Linked DNA regions of Mus musculus: region 2 is linked to region 1. A link is a contact called in public HiChIP or PLAC-seq data. All regions are on one chromosome and are shown on one strand. Each heading gives the region's core, a stretch centred on a gene start, on an enhancer-like site or on the middle of the called end of the contact. The rest is flanking DNA. Distances are from core to core; before and after follow the strand shown.

Evidence for each region. HiChIP or PLAC-seq counts read pairs in DNA pulled down with a chosen protein or histone mark.
Region 2: a contact with region 1 is called in an H3K27ac HiChIP or PLAC-seq map of embryonic stem cells, with 5 times the contacts expected there. The contact joins the promoter of Ttc29 here to the promoter of Prmt9 in region 1. A contact is called at or near these places in 1 of 39 promoter capture datasets (embryonic stem cells), 2 of 115 datasets of contacts at active chromatin or transcription factors (both in embryonic stem cells) and 1 of 9 other capture datasets (embryonic stem cells).

The regions. Positions count from the first base shown.
Region 1 is chr8:77,548,053-77,551,504 of GRCm38.p6, reverse strand. It overlaps Prmt9 (protein arginine methyltransferase 9), which reads right to left and starts at 2,108. Exons shown (of 12, transcript NM_001081240.3): 1 at 1,769-2,108. The coding sequence starts at 1,957.
Region 2 is chr8:78,210,997-78,214,746 of GRCm38.p6, reverse strand. Ttc29 (tetratricopeptide repeat domain 29) reads right to left here and starts at 1,405. Exons shown (of 14, transcript NM_183096.3): 1 at 1,199-1,405; 2 at 676-739. It overlaps Gm39202 (a long non-coding RNA gene), which reads left to right and starts at 1,454. Exons shown (of 3, transcript XR_878950.3): 1 at 1,454-1,897.

The sequences.
Region 1 (3,452 bases), core at 859-3,358:
GTTGGTCCACTATGATAAGTTATTTCTCTCCCAGTGAAATGTGCCAACTCAAACCAGGTTAGATTAATCAAATGTAGGTTTATTGGGAAGCTGCTCTCAGGTGGGCGAGTTCACTGGCCCCAAGGAAGGAGGCCAGGGAAGCTGCCATGGGGATGGTGGGAAGAGGAACGAAAGAAAGGGTTTAGGAGCAGAGAGAGAAGGAGGAGAAGGGGGAGGGGACCAAAATGTCTAGGTTATATAGGGAAGAGCCTCTGGGGAAGGGGCAGCCCAGCCTCTGGGCTGGAAAGTTCAGGGTTGGGGGCAGGATATGCCAGATAGAGACTGAGGGATGCTGGGAGAACCTGGAGGCCAGATCCACTTTGATATGTAAAATATGCACCTCAGTCCCTTGTCAGAAAACAGACACACTATTCTACTGCTGTCTACACAGAGGAACACACACTATTCTACTGCTGTCTATACAGAGGAACACACACTATTCTACTGCTGTCTACACAGAGGAACACACACTATTCTACTGCTGTCTACACAGAGGAACACACACTATTCTACTGCTGTCTTCTACACAGAGGAACACACACTATTCTACTGCTGTCTACACAGAGGAACACACACTATTCTACTGCTGTCTACACAGAGGAACACACACTATTCTACTGCTGTCTACACAGAGGAACACACACTATCTACAGCTGTCTGCACAGAGGAACACACACTATTCTACTGCTGTCTGCATAGAGGAACACACACTATTCTACTGCTGTCTACACAGAGGAACACACACTATTCTACTGCTGTCTGCATAGAGGAACACACACTATTCTACTGCTGTCTGCATAGAGGAACACACACTATTCTACTGCTGTCTACACAGAGGAACACACACTATTCTACTGCTGTCTACACAGAGGAACACACACTATTCTACTGCTGTCTGCATAGAGGAACACACACTATTCTACTACTGTCTACACAGAGGAACACACACTATTCTACTACTTTCTACACAGAGGAACAAACGACCCAACATACTAGCATATTTCCAAGTAAACCAACAGGTCCTGAAATTTCTTTGGACTACAAAAGCCTAATGCTACTGACATCTAGTGGGCAGAGGACAAACCGTGCTGTGAAACAGGAAGGAAGACACAGGACTGTCTGGTGCAAAATGTCACCAGTGTCAGGTTGAGAAACTCTGGACTAAACAAAGCAAGACTGTCCACAGCTTAAAACTGTATATGCAATTAAGTTACTTTTTGAAATTGAGATTCTAACATTAAAAAAAAAAAATACAGTAGTTCAACCGGTTAACTGATGCAAGTAAGACGAATCAACAAATATTAAAAGTTCCTTATGACTGAACACTTTATCCAACCTCAGGATACACAGCATTCTTTCTACACAAGATAATGCAACGCCTACAAGGCAGGGCTAATTTAAATTAGATACTGGAGGGGAAAAAGAACTACCCAGTCCTATCCCATTTAAAAGGCCTTTGGAATCTTAAGTGAGGCAGAAATTTTGAAACAGATGTGTGACAACTTTTGACTTTTGTTACTAAAACCTGGCTGTATTGAGATGGGCTGTAGGCTATAGTAATTCGATGCTTGGAGAGTCCGTCTCTGTCTCTGTATGTCTCGGTGTCTCTGTCTCTCCCTGTCTCTCGTCTCTGTTACACACACACACACACACACACACACACACCATACCCTGTTGTTCCTGCTCAGATCACAGGATTTGCTAGCCACTGAAAAAAATAAGGCCTCACCTTCACGTCGTCTTTTAGCTCTGGCGCCAGGCTGAGCACCAGAAGGTAATGGGCATAAGCAGTGCCGAAGTCCTGGTCACCTAGACAGTGCTCAGCACTCTGCAAGGACCGTGCCACCAGCCGGTCCCGGCCGGCCGCACCTGCGCCACCCCCGGCGCCCCGGCGGGGCCTGGGCCTCGAGTTCGGCATGGATAAGTCTCGCTCGGAAGCCCACGAAGGAGGATGGCCTCGTCCGGGAAAAGAGTCTCCACGGCGCGCTTCCCTGGGCCGGTCGCAGCAACTGGACGCACAGAGGCACTGGGTGCACACAGCAGGAAGCCCCGCCTTCCCAGCGGCGGACAGGGCTGCGCGCGCATCCTGCGGCGAAGCGCTGTGATGACGTCACACCAGGGAGCGCCCCGCGGCCCACTATGGTCTTGGAGTACTAGGCTGTAAAGTCATTTTCTGGAATGGGGTTTTTTGGCAGACTGCAACCAAAGGTTTCCACCCTCTCTCTGCCTCCTGGAGAGTGCGGCTGCGAATTCCAAACCCTGCTCTAGTCCTGCTTGTGCGAAGCTCCAGGCCTTCTGAATCTCATCGCACCAGACTCACTACTGCAAAACGAAATAAAAGCTCCTTAAATTAATCACTGTGTACTCTCCTAGTATTAAGTATTCTCACAAAACTCAGTGAGGTGGAACTTGGGATCACACTCTAAAAAAAAAAGGAAAAGGCCATCACGGAGAACTGCTTCAAGGTTGAACAGTGGGATGGGTACGGCCGAGTCTGAATTTCCTGATGACATGCACATTAACAAAGAAGACTGATGTCAAGTGTGGCCTCTAAGATATAAATCCAAACTTTTAAAGCAATGTATAGAAATTATAGCGAAAGCTATTTTTTGTTCCCATTTTGAAGAGATTAGCGGTGCATACAGTGGTTAACAATGTGAAATGGAGGATACACCATTTTGGATATTAAGCTAAAATTCTCCAGTTCTCCCAAGTCCATCCTTTATGTGTCTTTTTGCTTTCTCTAGTATCTTATTGTCTGATCCACTCTTGTAAGCAGATACCTATGTACCTAAGAAAGGTCTTCGAAGACAGGAACTAATCACAATTATTTGAATATGTACAGAACGACAATTTTAATATATCTTGCACTTGATGAAAAGTGTTTCTCCTGCTCTTTAATTTTGCCTATGTATTTTCCTAGCTATTCATATCGTCCTTGTTTGATGCTTTGTGTATTAAGCAATGTAGGATTTAACTATACAGTATTTAGTGAGATGGAAATACAGAGGCAGGCCTCTATACCTAATGGAACTGAGTAGAACATAAAGACTAATTGGCTTGTGGGAAGGGTTTTCTCGTTCCAGTCTAGCATCCCTCCCTTGAGACATTCAGACAGACCTAATAAAGCTCTCTTCCTGGCTTAATTCATAAGGGTGCTCTAACTATACAATGTAATAATCTAGAAAAGCATTTTACTTATATATACATAGTTAATGTAATTAATTGGCATTATCTAGAAACATTTAGAAATTATCTAAACCTTAAAAAATGTTATTACTCCCGTAAACATTTAACCAAAGATGTATAATGTTATTTGCATCCTGTATAATTTAGAGGTGATAGACTGAGGCTGGGTAGAGAGACACAGCCCAGTCCTTGACAGAGACTTTGGTTTGCAATGTTACAGAATC
Region 2 (3,750 bases), core at 156-2,655, 660 kb before region 1:
GCCTCTGAGTTTGGCCCCCATGTACAAAGACAAATGAGAATGGAGAAGCAGGGGAGAAAGGTTTGAGAGTTCTGGGTCAGGCTGTATGTGTCCCGTGGTGGGAGTTTACATTTCTGGCTCCCAAGTGAAACTCTTCAAAGTGTAACCCTTGTGCCCACTCCCCCTTGACATGTCCCCAACAGGATCCACAAAAGGAGAGCAGATGACTGTGTCCTCTGCAGTGGCAGTTCAGAGAGGGACGAGTCTTAATGACTGCATTTCCAGGTCCAGCCACTGTGACGGTGAAAGCTGAGATGAGGGAAATGGAGCCAACAGACCCAGCAGAGAAATGATTATGCATCACTGAGAAATTCAAAATAAATATGATCTCCCCCCTCTATGATACAAAGTCATTCTTATGATTCAGAACTTTTTATATAAGAATTCTTTAGCTCCAAAAACATGAAGGGAACCACAGGATACATTTAGTAGACTATTTTTACATGATTGAAAAACAAGCTCACATAAATAAGTTTGAAATTTTGGATACTCCTAGCATGTTGTGGTAGACAGCTGGATGGGTTGTGAAATAAATAGTAACCACACATTTCCCACCACCTAACATTTAGTAGTAATGCAATCAAAACATCAGGTAGGGAAAGCCTTAGACGGTAAGGCACATTTTATCCAACTTACATTTGCAGATAACCGATTGCTCTGGGCTCTTAGAGGCCTGTCTGAAAATTCTGTAAGCAAAATACTACAGCAAAGAAAAGAGAAAAAAATGTTTAAATACCTAGCAAAATAATTCCTCTGTGCTCCTCATGTCAAGAAACAAGGCTCACTCACACCAGTGGATAATTAAGTAGCAGTACTGTGCACCCAGCATATATCATATATTTAAATGAACTAAAAAGTAAAACATCCCAGTTAGACACTAGGAAACTAATCACTAATTCAACAAAATGCCCCCCACCCCACCCCAAACATCTGAAACTCCAATATGGTTCAGGATGGTTCTTTCTCTGACATTTGTGAGCCCGAGATGTTTTTAATGACAGCTGATCCTTCTGTTTCCACCCACCTCGGAACAGGTCTGCTGTGCCTAGAGAGGTTTGGTTTTTCTTGGCCCACCAAGGTCCAAGGGGCAAGAAGAGCGCCTTCTGCGAGGGAATTGATTTGGGGGGATGAGTGGAGAGGGCCTTTTCTCTCCTCTTACCCAAGCTGGGGCCCAAGTAATGGAAGAAGGGGTTCTTGGAAAGGAAGAGCCGCCCACTCTTCTGGGAGCTGACCAGGTCCTGTCCCCAGCCTTGCCCCACAAACCTTAGAAAACTAGCTCTGGGCCTGTGATTCTGTGTCCCTGACTAAGCTTCTGCAGGCGGTGGGTGCTGGGCGCGGTACTCTCATCCCAGATTGTTGGCCTGGCTTGGTGCAGACAGGGGACGCTGAAAGCGTCTCCATGGAAACAGAGGGGCTCGGCGGGCCAGATGGAGGCGTAGTTAGGCTAAAATGGGCTTTAGGATTGGTCAGCTCCAAGACTCTTCAAGTGAGGGGGCGGTGCTTGGAGAGTGGGCCTGTTAGTGAGTGGGCGTGGCCTGCAAGAGGATCTGGTTCCTCCAGTGAACCCGCCAGAGAAATTCCCACAATCCAAGGGCCTTCTGAATGCCCCTGAGTTGTTTCCTTTTTTCAGTATTTCCATGCATTCAATTATTTCTTGTGAATATGCAATTGATTATTGTGACTACCTATAGCCAGCACCATCTCTTGTCTACACCAGGAGAGCCTCATCTGTTCTCAGGAATTCATTTTGTAGCTTTAAAGTAACTCCATTTGACCCGTGTGAATTCTCTCCCGGACTCTGCTCTCTGCTGATTTTCTGCACGAGTGTTTGTGAGTTCTATTTGCTGTCATCTCACAGGTAAAGATCTCTGAGTTAGAGGTCTAGAAAACTCTCTCTCTCGCTTGTTTGTATTTATTCTCCCCGCTTGCTGTTCCTAACTCTCTGGAAAGTCTATGACTGATCTTGTGCTGAACATGAGGTTCCTTAGAGATAGATCTTTGCAAATGAAAGAAAACTCAAACAAAAATAAAGGGGAAACAGTTTCCTCCAAGTGAATGTTGCTGGCTTCAGCTAGTTTTTTTTTTTTTTTTTTTTTTCTCAAGGGACTTGGACCCTTCTGAAAGTACTGAGGACTTAAGGACATGCCGATCTTTACCCACATAAAATTAATCTCACTTTATTCTTTTCACTTATAGATGTCTTTACTATGAGCCTATCTTCCCCGAAAGTGTCAGCTAAATGTGCGTTTTTGTCTTTCCTTTCTCTTGTCCTGTAATAGCATGGGGACAGGAATGTGGTATGTATTCACACAGGATTTTTAATTAAATGAATGATTGACAGGGAAGACAGAAATTCCTCCAATTGATTCTCTCTTCCCTGTCTAGAATTCAAAGTGGAGTGGGAGAAGATACAGATGACCACTTAAAGCTGTTACTTACCTACGATATCCAGAGTATCTTCTGATCTGTGCTCTGAAGATGGGTATTTAGGATAAGTTAAAACTCTCTTCAAATGCAAATTCTAATCCTCCAGTGGATGCCACCACATCCTAACCACTTCCCATAATAGATCTCAATACAGTGTGACATCCCGCTCTCAATCCTGATAGGAAAGTTTCCCTGAGGCCTCCTGTTTTGACTCCGGTGTTTTATTGCATGTGTCCCCTTGCAACACTGAAGAAAGAATATTCTAGGCAATCTGAGTTCTTTTGGGGATGACATTGTCTGACTTTTCCCTACAAACATTGATAAAAATGTACACCTTTGGTACTTAGAAAGTATCCTTTTACATTTGCCATTCCCAGAAGTAGTGATGAGACCCTGGAAACCCATTTCCTTGTCCCTCCTGTGTTGGTGATCTACTAAGAAGATCTATGTTGTCAATGACAGTCACAAGCCTTAGTTGCCTAAAACATCAAAGCCATTTCTGAATTATGCTGTGTGCTGTCACAAGTCAGCCTTGGGTTCTACTCTTTGCTACTGTCATAGCAGACCTGGGCTGAAGGGACTGCTGCCAGGGCATGCCTAGCCTGTGGAGAGATGATGATGGAGGAAAATTGCTCATTGGCTTCAAAGGCTTCATTTAGAATAAAAGCAACAGCTTTCTCTCACATTTCATTGGCCACAACTCACATGATCCTGCTCAAGTATAAGAAACAAGGAAACTGTCTCCTTACCCCGTGTTTGAAAGAGAAACCAATCACCTGTAAATGACAGGGGAACTAGTCACAGTGGCTCTTTCCAGTGCCACCTTACGTAGCTGAGGCTTCCCTGAAATACCTGATCCTCCGAGTACAGGGGTTTTGTGGAAGAACCCTTCAGTCAACATCTTGTATATCCTTCCTCACATTTACATAACTGTAAGCTGTTACTTTACAAATAGTTTCCTTTTAAAATGTTTTCTTCTTCTACCATTCTGATTACTAGTATTGAGTCCCCTGACTTGAATTTTTAACCCCTAACAAATACATTTTCCATTTTCATTCTTTTACCATTTTGTTACATATTATTTGTAAAGTTTTTGAAAATATTACTTGTCAGCTCCTTACTAATGCTTTGTCTATGGAAAGAATCATATGTTTTGTATCTCTAAAGCCTCTCTTATGTTGCTTCATTAGATTTATTTTCAGTGTGTGTGTGTGTGTGTGTGTGTGTGTGTGTGTGTGTGTGTGCATGTAGAGGCAGGAGTTTGAGAGTGAGTTTGGTTTTTCT